Regions from separate parts of the Mus musculus genome. Here all the other regions are linked to region 3. The links are chromatin contacts, called in public Hi-C, HiChIP or PLAC-seq and promoter capture Hi-C maps. All regions are on one chromosome and are shown on one strand. The core of a region is the stretch at or near the end of the contact, and the rest is flanking DNA. Distances in the headings are between cores, read along the strand shown. Region 1 overlaps Etv6 (ets variant 6). Region 2 overlaps Etv6 (ets variant 6). Region 3 overlaps 4933406J09Rik (RIKEN cDNA 4933406J09 gene). Region 4 overlaps Etv6 (ets variant 6).

Region 1 (2,700 bases), core at 68-2,567, 190 kb after region 3:
CTTGGAAACTATAATAAAAAACCAAGGGCTTGGTACAAAAAGGCCAGAAATGACAGCCTCATATTAACTTCCTCTAAGAAAGTCACACTTGGTGTAGACCAAAGCATAAAGTTTGGAATAACAAGAAGACAAACAAAACTGCATATCTCCTTAAAAATAAACAAGAACTAATAGAACATAAAAAAAAAAAAATCTAGAAACGTACGTAGCCTGTCCTCACATCTCTAGAATAGCTTTCTGGTTGGGTCTCTGTTTTAGTTTGCTTTCTGGTGCTATGATAAAACGCTGAGTACAACTGACTTAAAAGAGGAAGGAATTTATACGACTTACACTTCCAGGCCTTAGTTCATCACTGAGGGAAGTCAGGGCAGGCACTGAAGCAGAAACCAACTAGGAATGCTGTTTGTTGGCTCGCTTCACAGCTCACTTAGCTTCCAGACCAGAACCACTTGCCCAGGGAATAGTACTGCCCACAGTGGGCTGGGCCCTCCTCTATGAATGAACGATGAAGAATATTCCTCACAGAAATGCCCACAGACCAAATCACTTAATTGAGCCCTTTTAAGTGATTCTAGGCTGCTTCAAGGTGACAGTTAATGCTAACTAGGACAGCTTCCAATTCCCCATTGCAGGCTACGTGGTCACCTTTTGTAGCCAATGGCTATAATTATGCAATGGTGCTTGCTAAAGCAAGTGCCAGAATTAGATGCCAGGCACAGAAGGCATGCTATTGGCAATCTCATTCATCTAGTTCTCAAGTTCTCAGAAAACTCCAACGTCCAGAGTTACTCAAGAGTTTAAGCTGGAGGGCTGCGAAGAGTGAGCAGCCGGACTAAAAAAAGACACAGAGCCCAACGCAAACCCGAACGCGAGGCTGCTCGACACACTGGGAGCCAAGAAGCCCGCTCAGCGGCTCAGTGACACACTTCTACTTCACACGGAAGGTACACGAAGCTTGACGTATCAAGTCTTTCCAGAAAGGGACATATGGTGAGGAGAAAACCGTAGCCCTGTCATGACGGTTACTCGTGACAATGGCGGCAGGTGACCTTCATTCCATGATTGATTAGGCAAATACTTACTAAGCACCTCCTTGGGGGAGGGCGCTCTTCGAGGCACCAGGCAATTAACGCATAAACAAATAAGCAAACAAAATTATAAACTACACCAAATGGTGATTACATGTTATAGAGGGTGTTAACAATTTGAATACCCAATACCCCTCATTCACCTCACAGCTCAGCTATCTGAAAACTTGATTTGTGGTTGTTTGGTGGTGCTCTTCTGGGAGGCTACAAGCTTAGGAGGGGGGCCTGGCTGGCAGAAATAGGTCACTGGGTGCTGACCTCTGAAGGCTTCTCCTTACAGTATGCTGCCTCTGCCTTCTGATTAGCAACGATAAGAAAAGTCACCTGACACAGTTTCCACTGCCACAGACTGGGCAGGCCCTGTTAGTGGGCTTTCCTCACCATGATGAACTGAGATGTTCTGAAATGGTGAGCCAAAACAGATCTTTTCTTTATTTGGTGGCTTCTGTCAGATATCTTTATAGGGGCAAGGCATCATGGAAGGAATTCTAGAAGAAACATGGTAGGTAGTAGGATGAAGGTCTTGTGTTTGTGCACATTTCTTAGGGAAGAGAAAGTGTGTGGGGGGATAACTGAAACATGAGAAGGGGGAGGGGAGGAAGGAGGGCTAGGGAGGGAGGGGCAGAGAGAGGGAGAGGAAGGAGCAGAGAGAAAGAGGAAGAGGGAGGGGGAGGGGGAGGAGGAGGGAGAAGTGCTAAGGCTGTCAGGCTGGAAGCATGGCAGGCTGGGAGCCACTCTGCCCAACATTGCCATCATGTCTTCACGGACTCACTCTCAAAAGCCCTTTATGCTTTCACTCTCTCCCTTCTCCCGTTTCTGTCTCTCTCGTTACTTCCCAGGAGTCCTCTCAAATCACAATCAGATCACACCAGCCCTCTGCCTAAAATTCTCATTGAAAAATTAAATGCCGAAGCCTTTTAACGGCACAGGCATCCCCTACCTCCCCTGCCTCTCACACTCACCTCTCTCGTCCCATCTGTCACTGGAGACACACTCCCTTCCTCTCTGGTCCTTTTACCATGGTAACCATGTTCTCCCCTTGAGGTTCTCATTGTTCTCCATGCCTGGACGCATGGATGAGGTTGGTGACTTCATTATGGGCTATGAGAAGGTGGGCTTGACTAAGTACAACTCGAAGGGCCTATCTTGCTCTGGCCTCCACTTCTCTGTCTGTTTCTGTGTTCCCATGAGATGGACAGCTCTGCTTTGCCCCCTGCCACGATGCTCATGGCCTTATTCCCAGAGCAGCAGGACCAAGAACGCCAGAGTGAAACTATGAGCCAAGATAACTCTTTCCTCCTTTAAATCGCTTCTCACAGTACTTGTCACAGTGACAGAGTCTCACTCACACATCTGCTATTATCCCTTGCATATTTCCACTTCATTCATCCAGCACGGATGGTCTTAGCTGGCAACTGTAATTTTTCTCAGCCGCAGTACTGAAGACAGCGTTTTATTCAGTGTGTTCATTGTGTTGCCACCACTGAACAAATCCTAAATACACTCCTTAGTGCTACTTCAATTTCTTCTATGGCATCTTAGAACCTTCCTGAGATGATCTACACCCTTTAGTGTGGAACACCAGAGTCTCTTCAAAACCTTGCTCTACCAT
Region 2 (2,700 bases), core at 34-2,533, 180 kb after region 3:
CAGTTCACGAGGACAGCTTATTCTTTAAATAAGATATAAGATGCAGGTTTTATTACATGTTCTAGAAGGAACTAATGTCTAATAACCAGGTCTTTTTTTTTTTTTTTTACTATTAAGATTCATTCCCTCAGCAAACATGGTTGCAAGATTATGTGCCAAATCATTTTAAGATACCATGGATATGGACAAAGATGAATAATGGTCTTTGTCTTTGAGAAGTCGAACAGGCTGGTTCCTTATCAGCCGGCATTTTTCTTCCCGGTTCACTGTAATTTCTTTCATGGCTCCTTAGTCGGCAGTGCCGATCAGACATAACCAACCCCCACATAATGCACGTTTAATTCATAATTTATTCTGAGGCCAAAATCTTCCTTTTCTATAACCAGGAAAGAAACCATACCAAGGTGGAAGTTTGGATAAATGTGGCTGGTAGAAATTTCCATTAACTTTAAGGAAGTGTATGTTAAACCCTGAACCAGGAAGGAAAAAAAAAAACCCCACACTTGGAGAGAAATAGATTTAGAGCAAATGAAGCCATAAAGCATACCATTTGAGAAACTGCCTATATGAAATCAGACAGAGGGCAAAGGGTCAATTATCTTTATTATACATTAAGAGTGGGGCAAATAGCAAGGGGCTTACAGGTCATTAGGGAGAAACCAGGCTAATTAGGGAACCAAACTTACAGTACAGCAAGGCAGCGGGAACTGCTAAAGGTAACTATAGAGTTCCCAATATTGAAATATTCAGAGCTGAGCTTAACCCTATGGGATGGTTTAGGGATAATTATCTTTGCCTAAGGGCTGGCAAACAACACAATAAGCAACTACAAGTCCAGGCCAGGTCGCAGAATCATGAAGCCTACTGAGAATTCTGTGCTAGGCTAAAGACTGTCGTACAGAGCGTACCTCAGACGATTCACACATTGGTATCATGTGAACCACTTTGTTCACATCATCGACTGTATCTGTAATTGGCGAGGACTAATTAAAATTCCCTGTACACTATCACTGAAACTCGAAGATGCATGACAGTGAAGACTAAGAGGAAGGCTTGGAAATGATATGGAAACACTCAGACCTGGGTTTTTTTTTAGAAGGTTTGTAGAGCCCCATACTCAAAAGTGCATGTTTCAATGAGCACCAACTCTCTGAAGGAACTTGCGGATTCCAAGTGGAACTTTCAGCTTCCAGAATATTCTAGCCAGGGGAGACTTCAGAGGCCTCTGCTTACTTGCCCTTTCTTGTTCCTTCAGACTGAGGAAACAGAAAGACCATGCCACCCTTTAACAGCAGCTGTGGCTGGCGGGGGTTTTAAGCAGTTCCCCTTATCAGTCGCAGGCAGGAACCTACCCAACAGGAAGTTTCCCCAGAGTTTCCACCACAGGAAATTTCCTGGGAGGAAGCCCATGATGGGGAGTCCACCAGCCCCCACAGACACTTGTGAGCTGGCCTAGGAGAGTGGGCAGAGGAGGGGGGTATGGGGGAGGCGCCAAGGGGGAGATGCGGGGAACAATGGAGTATTTTGCTTCCTTTGGCCTTGGATTCCTCAGACACTTGCTTATTCACTGGCACATGTCCGCTTTCATCTCTGGGCCAGCAGCTTCACCCCCGGCCAGGCTGACAGTGGAGAGAAGGGGCCCAACCGGTACAGAGTACAGACTCTGCTGGTGACCTCAGCCTTCCCTTTCTGGCCTGACTCTTCTTCCATCCATCAAGCAGAATTTTTAAGATGAGATGAGACAGGTCACCACACTAGCTTAATACTGGTAAACATTTAGGTACCCATGATGCAAGCCCCCCCCCCGACTAAATCACTGCATTTTCATTAAAGCAAATGCTGGCATGGTGGCATATTATCTCCACGGGGAGTTAGCAATGCCCCAAGGGGGATCACTCCAAGTCCAAGTGTCCAGAAAAAACACCACACTGATCAGTGCACAGTTGAACGATGACCCACAAGGAAGCTAAGGAAATGGGAGGTTTGGGTTACTACATCAAGATTACATTTTAAAAGATCTGGGCCAGGTGTGCACCTACGGCCCCAGCACTCAAGAGTCTGAGCAGCTATTAACCCTAGGTGTTCCAGGCAAGCCTGAGTAACACAGAGAGACCTTGTTTCAAACAACACAATGTAAACGCCAAAGCCAAAAATTCATTTTTCCAACTAAAGGACATGTTTTTCATATGTAAAACACAAGCCTAATTCCTGTAAGCTACAGCTGGAGAGCTGCTTATTGGACTAACTCAGACAGTGTTTTGTTTTGTTTTGTTTTAATTTAAAAATTGTCTTTTTCTTCTAAAGGTCAGGGTTCAAAAAAAAAAAAGTGAGATCTGAGGTCCAGTGTGTTCCCTTCCAAAGTCAGTTAATTTATGTTTCTCTGTGTGCATAGTTGACATTCTGATGCTGGCAGCCTCTGCCGAAACATAAAGCAAGACTGCACGGAGCTGTAGTAAGGACACTCCTCCCCCTGCCAGGCCTCACTGTGGGCTTCCACTGTATTTCTGTTTTCAGTTTAAAAAATTAAGATACAGTTATAACACCAGGGGATAGGCTCAACTAAATAGTAATCCGGAAATTAATAGCTGTAAAAATATTTTTTTCCAAATATTTCCCCATGAATATTTTGCCTCCCACCTCCCTTTTTTGTTTGCTTTCATTATGATAGAGTCTCATAAAGGTCAAGCTGGTCTCAAATGC
Region 3 (2,700 bases), core at 81-2,580:
GGGATTCGGTTCCTGTGCCTTGGGTTTCCCCTACCCAGACCCCTGTACCCAGCACACCTCTCTCCTTGCCTCCCAGACCCCTGTACCCAGCACACCTCTCTCCTTGCCTCCCAGAGAAAGCACAAGAAAGCCTTTGGCCAATCTAAGTCCTCGAGCCAGATTTAGCAACCCCTCATGTCTCTCTAAAGGTTAAACAGTTCCCACAGGGCACCAGAAAGGGTTATTGAAAACAGCAGGGTTTTTTTTTTTTCTTCTTTCTTTTTTTTTTTTTTTCTTCCTTAACTTCACTTCTGGTAAATCTCTGATCCAGCATCTAGTGGTTAACCACTGATACAGGAAGTGACATTTAACGTTTTTTATCACTCATCCAGAAATGGAAGAACAAGGCAAGTCTGTGTTTGGGGAAGATGGATGGCTGCCCACCACCTTCATCTTAAAGGCACATCACCTCTTTTCCTGATTGTTGGGCTGATGGCAGCGCATTTCCCTCCAGCCTGCTTGCTTCACTGTTGGGGGTGCAGTAGGGGTGTCAAGAGGGTAGTCAAGACCTTATGTCCTGGATGGGAACAACCTTGTTGGCCATTGATAGGGGTGAAACGGATGGTATTTGGTTCCTCTTTCTCAGGAGCCGTTGCATGTGGGGACAGGCAGGAAGGAAATGAGCTGGGATGCCTGTGTCCCAGGCAAAGGGAACCACAGACTCAGCCTGGGGTGGCTGAGTGCTGGAAGCCACCTGGCCAGCTGAGACTTGGAACAAAAATCCTGCCGGCTGTGGGAAGGAGGGCAGTCACCTGAAGCCTTGTCAACCCCTGCCAAGATGCTCCGTGACTCTTAAAGCTAATGTTGGACACGGCAAGCCATGACCAGGGCCTATGCATTCGGGTTAGCAAAGCAGTTAACCTCTGTCACTGGATGCTTTCCTGTTTGTCGTGTTAGAAATAAGGGGGTTTTCTGTGTAGCTTCTAGGTAAATCCCTGGTAACAAGGGTGACAAGGACAACAACAAACACTCTGAGCAATCCCTGCCCAGGCTTTGCCCCACCTACTGGGGGGTCTGAGGACATTGAGAAGCTTACATGGGAGCCCTGCTGGAGGGTGTGGGTGCATCAGACACTGCATTGCTGGCAAAGACCCCTGTCTTCCCATATTTACCAGGGTGATGGATTTCTCTGAGAAATTCCCCCTTCTTCTGGCAAGAAATGACACGATATCATAATGAAAAAAAAAGTCGCTGGGTTACAAATTATCCTTTCTCTTCTGGCCACCTCTGGTCTGACCACATGGATTCTTGGCCCTGTCAACACTAGGAGGCAGTGATGCCATGGGCCTGCTCTGTCACCGAAATGGGCAGGAGCTACAGGGTCAGCTGATGTTCACCACGAGGCCAGCTGGACCTGTGAGTCAAGTCACCTCTTGATTTCTGCTCTAGCTTGCTCTGGGGAGGATCTGAAGTGACTGTGATCTCTTGGAACCTCAGTTTGTCTATCTAGACACTGCTTTGGAGATCTCAGGAGAGCTACAGATTGCTGCAAAGGAAATGTGTCTTTCCAAGTTTGCACTTTTCTCCATGAGAGGGAAGGCATGGGTGACTTCAACGTGTTCCTGAAAGGACAGAGTTGCACACAGGTGTCACATGCCCCAGGCTGTAGGCACCAGTGGTGGTGGGACTTTGTGTTGGAAGTAGCTGTGAGATGAGAGCATGATTCTGGTGGTCCTCAGTGCGAGCTCTTTCTCAAGCACATGCCTGCTCCCCACAGAGACTTTTACCTGATACACCAAAGTGGAACAAGCATCAAAGCCAATGGAGCACTTTCCTGTGCCACAGGACACAAAACCACCCCACATCTCTGAAGAAACAGCAGTCTGCTCACTGGTGCCAATGCCTGGCTGCCCATGGTTGGGAACTTAGGAAACAGTCCTGACCAGGTCCCCCTTAGAAACCAGCACAAGCATTTGCATGTGAGTGTACATGCATGTATACATGCGTGTGTATGTGTAAGTGCATTTGTATGAGTGCATGCACATGTGTGTGTGTGCATGTGTGTACCCATGCCTGTGTATGTGCAGAGGCCAGAGGAGAACATCTTTACAGTATTCCCTTGAAGAAGGCAATCCCACTGGAGTTCAGAACACTTCAGCTAGGCTGTGCCCCAGCGATCCAGCCATCCCCCTCACCTACAGCATTAGGCTTGCTGCAGCCATGCATGCCCAACTTCTTGGTGGGTGCCAAGGATCCAAACTCAGGTTCGCATGCTTGCTTGTGCAGCAAAAGTGCTCTTACCCACTGAGTCACAGCCTCAACATTTTTATAAGGGTCTTAAGCACATTGACATACAGTCTGTGTAGAGAGCCTCCTATTTAAATGAAGAGATTAATAAGTTAAAACACACACACACACACACACACACACACACACACACACACACACACACACACACACCACCACCACCACCACCACCACCATACAGAAAATTATATGCTCTGATTTTGGTAATTACAGAGAGATGCACAGAGGTAGAGCCTCTTAGCCCTGCCCAGGAAGAGCCGGTGCAGGAGGAAACGTCTCAGATGAGATTTCAAGATTAACGAGGTGAATCAGTTGAGAAGGAGCTGTGGTAAAAGCAGGTGAAATTAGGAAGGATGTGAGATTGGGGTGGGTAGGAGTCAGGACATGCTTTGCTGTCTCCCAAACTGTGTTAAC
Region 4 (2,700 bases), core at 117-2,616, 250 kb after region 3:
GCATGGGGAGGGGGATAAAAACAGAAATCAAAAGACCCAGTTCCTATAGAGACACAGCAATAAGAGAAGCAGCTTCGACCAGGTCTGACTGAGTGTCCTGGTGTGATGAGCTGACCATCTCTCTGAACTGGGCAGATGCTCAAGGAAGGGTAATTCCAGGTCATTTCTAGAGTACCATTACCACGCATACTCCAAACAAAAGGGAAATACGCATTTGCCTCTTTTAATTAATGTGATAGTGGCTACAGAGAAAAGGTCAGCTGAGCTGCAGGACAGGCGGTGTCCTGAAGTCAGCTACAACCATCGGTATTGCAGTCACCTATCAGGGCCAGCTTCACCTGCATTTATAGATCAACTCTCCAGCATCACTAAGCACGGTGTGTGTGTGTGTGTGTGTGTGTGTGTGTGTGTGTGTGTGTGTGTGTATTCAGCGTGTATGCATATATGTATGCCTCTGTGTGCGTACGTGTACACACACACACCCCACATATATATGCACACACAGAGAGACACACGTAGGTAGGGAAGGGGCCTATATTGCTACTATCATACACATCATTTCATTGCCTACATTGAGGTTGCTGGATCTCTGCTAAAGATATCTATTTCCCAGTTGTTTTTATGCCATCCAGCACAGCCTAATAGACGTCAGGAGGAAGCCTAGTGCAGTCCTCCAGAAGTGCCCGCATCTCTTGCTGTGCTCTCTCCCACTGGTTGCCTACATCTTTTTTTTCCTGCCACCTGTGATGGTAAAGAGGATAAAGGATAGAAACAAGAAGAAACACTTGTCGTCTTGAGCAGCAGGCCAGGGGAAAATGAAGCAGTAAATGGATGGGGCACCTTCCATGGGCCAGGCATTTAAGATACCCTTTGTTTTACAAAGGCAGTGAATCACGATGAAGTTAAAGAACTTGCCTTGCCAGCCAGAGAGATGGCTCAGCAGTTAAGAGCATTGACTGCTGATTGCACTTCCAGATGAACCAGGCTCAGTTCTCAGCACCCACATGGCAGCTAACAGACACACACACACACACACACACACACACACACACACACACACACACACACATCCCCCCAGTCCAGGGCCTCCACAGGAACCAGGCACACAGGTGGTACAAAGGTAATACATGCAGACAAAATACCTATACATATAAAATTTTCTAAAAAAAAATTTCTAAATAGTTTGTCTTCCAACGTTGCACAAGTAATGCTAGAATTTTAAGCAAAGTAGGCCAGCTTCTGTATTTTTCTCCTCAAACTAAGACTATTTAGCCAAGTAAAAACGGTGTGCCACTGGCTTGATGGAGAAGGAAGGAAATGTATTATGAAAGTCCTGGTGATTAACGTAACTACAGAACTGAAACTGGGTAGCTTAGACAGAAGGGGTGGGGGTAATACTCTGACATCTCAGGTCATTTTTAAACCAAGCGACGGGGCGTCTAAACAGCGCACGTCCTCTGTAAGCAGAAAAGCAAGAAGGGATGTCTGTCCAGGGCAGCCAGGCTAAATCACCACAGTGGCCACAGGACAGACGTGGGATGAGGGTGGGAAAAGCAGGGTGAGGAAGGATGCTGCACGTGCCCCAAGTGTGTTCAAACGGTTTGCACTTGACAACTCTCCTCCCTTTGGGCAGAGCTTCCTGAAGGAAACAGACTCTGGTCTCTCGCCCTACCTTTCTTCAGTTCCCCCTTGAGCACTCTGTCTTCTCCTTTCCTCTCTGCCTTCTTTAGTGTTTGGAGACGAGGTCTTGTTTCACAGCCCAGGCTGGTCTTGAACTCACCTCTGTAGCCCAGACTGGCCTCCAACTGGTGATCCTCCAGCCTCAGTCTCCTGATGCTAGGATGGCAGTGCGCTGCTACCTGGCCCAGACTCCACTCTCTCTTGAGTACTCTCAGCTTTCCACTTCCTGCTTCTGTCAAGTTTAGGCAGGAAGAGGACTTAGAAATGGAGAACAGTGTCTTCATCTTCCATATAACCGAACAAGACAAAATACCAGAACAACAGAAGTGTCTTGAAAAACACTTCTTCTTTCAGGGCTCAGGTAGTTATCAGTTCTTGCTTTCGGTATTTACCATGTAGCGTACTAAAAAGAAACAGTAGGTAAGCATGAAACCAGAAATTCTGCTCTGTAAGGCTCCACGGATCTTCAGTTTCCCTCACCCCATGACTTTGTGCTCTGGGTCTTCACAAGGAGGCATTAGAGATAGGCACTGATTCATGCCTACCATTATCTAGGTCAACTTTAAGGTAGACAGGTTTTAAGGTGGAATGGTAGTATTTTATAAAGAGCCACCTGAATCTAAAAAGGAGACTGGTTTGCCTGGGACTTAGAGCATTGCTAGGATGTGGGGTTGGCATGCTAAAACCATGGGGCAGTCGAGAGACTTGGTAACCTTCCTGCCCTCAGTGGGACCATCCTCTGAGCTGAGCTAATGGCCCCAGACTGATGAGATCATTTCAGCTGGAAGTTTTAGCCTGTGTGAGACCAGTTAAGTGGTAGTTAACATTTTCAATATTTTTTTAGAGAACAGGCAAAATAAAGATTGATATTGATAAAGGGTTTGGTACCCTTGGAGAGGAAGGTCTTCTCAAAGAAGGAAGCGTTGTGTTAAGTCCATCAACAGAACAGTAGGAGAAGGCAGTTGGATTTTAAGTGTGACTAAAGCTTCCTGTTCTAACCCAGGCTTTTCTAAAATTTCC

The links. Promoter capture Hi-C pulls out the DNA fragments that hold promoters and counts their contacts. A called contact is a pair of places that touch in the nucleus more often than the background predicts. HiChIP or PLAC-seq counts read pairs in DNA pulled down with a chosen protein or histone mark.
Region 1: a contact with region 3 is called in a promoter capture Hi-C map of the HPC-7 cell line. The contact joins two enhancer-like sites. A contact is called at or near these places in 4 of 39 promoter capture datasets (the C10 cell line, the HPC-7 cell line, pre-B cells and 1 more), 3 of 484 Hi-C or Micro-C datasets (granulocyte-monocyte progenitors, liver and nephron progenitors) and 3 of 115 datasets of contacts at active chromatin or transcription factors (the HPC-7 cell line, T-cell acute lymphoblastic leukemia and large pre-B cells).
Region 2: a BATF HiChIP or PLAC-seq map of CD8 T cells shows a contact between it and region 3, with 8 read pairs. The contact joins two enhancer-like sites. A contact is called at or near these places in 3 of 484 Hi-C or Micro-C datasets (the HPC-7 cell line, granulocyte-monocyte progenitors and nephron progenitors), 3 of 115 datasets of contacts at active chromatin or transcription factors (CD8 T cells, the HPC-7 cell line and large pre-B cells) and 1 of 9 other capture datasets (embryonic stem cells).
Region 4: a Hi-C map of bone marrow-derived macrophages shows a contact between it and region 3, with 4 times the contacts expected there. The contact joins two enhancer-like sites. A contact is called at or near these places in 3 of 484 Hi-C or Micro-C datasets (bone marrow-derived macrophages, nephron progenitors and uterus) and 2 of 115 datasets of contacts at active chromatin or transcription factors (embryonic stem cells and large pre-B cells).

Annotation. Positions count from the first base shown.
Region 1 is chr6:134,170,143-134,172,842 of GRCm38.p6, reverse strand. All of the region lies in intron 2 of Etv6 (ets variant 6), which reads right to left. Among named protein-coding and RNA genes, the nearest start is that of Gm52920, 15 kb to the left of the region's middle. Within about 2 kb of position 1,317, at least 56 of the 459 cell types and tissues checked have an H3K27ac peak or open chromatin away from gene starts, as enhancers often do. A contact at or near this core is called in the HPC-7 cell line and granulocyte-monocyte progenitors, where this site is marked.
Region 2 is chr6:134,188,619-134,191,318 of GRCm38.p6, reverse strand. All of the region lies in intron 2 of Etv6 (ets variant 6), which reads right to left. Among named protein-coding and RNA genes, the nearest start is that of Gm52920, 3.5 kb to the right of the region's middle. Within about 2 kb of position 1,283, at least 50 of the 459 cell types and tissues checked have an H3K27ac peak or open chromatin away from gene starts, as enhancers often do. A contact at or near this core is called in CD8 T cells, where this site is marked.
Region 3 is chr6:134,364,776-134,367,475 of GRCm38.p6, reverse strand. The region is part of intron 3 of 4933406J09Rik (RIKEN cDNA 4933406J09 gene); the gene reads left to right. Among named protein-coding and RNA genes, the nearest start is that of Bcl2l14, 30 kb to the left of the region's middle. Within about 2 kb of position 1,330, at least 125 of the 459 cell types and tissues checked have an H3K27ac peak or open chromatin away from gene starts, as enhancers often do. A contact at or near this core is called in CD8 T cells, the HPC-7 cell line, bone marrow-derived macrophages and 1 more, where this site is marked.
Region 4 is chr6:134,114,432-134,117,131 of GRCm38.p6, reverse strand. The region is part of intron 1 of Etv6 (ets variant 6); the gene reads right to left. Among named protein-coding and RNA genes, the nearest start is that of Gm46978, 4.7 kb to the right of the region's middle. Within about 2 kb of position 1,366, at least 62 of the 459 cell types and tissues checked have an H3K27ac peak or open chromatin away from gene starts, as enhancers often do. A contact at or near this core is called in bone marrow-derived macrophages, where this site is marked.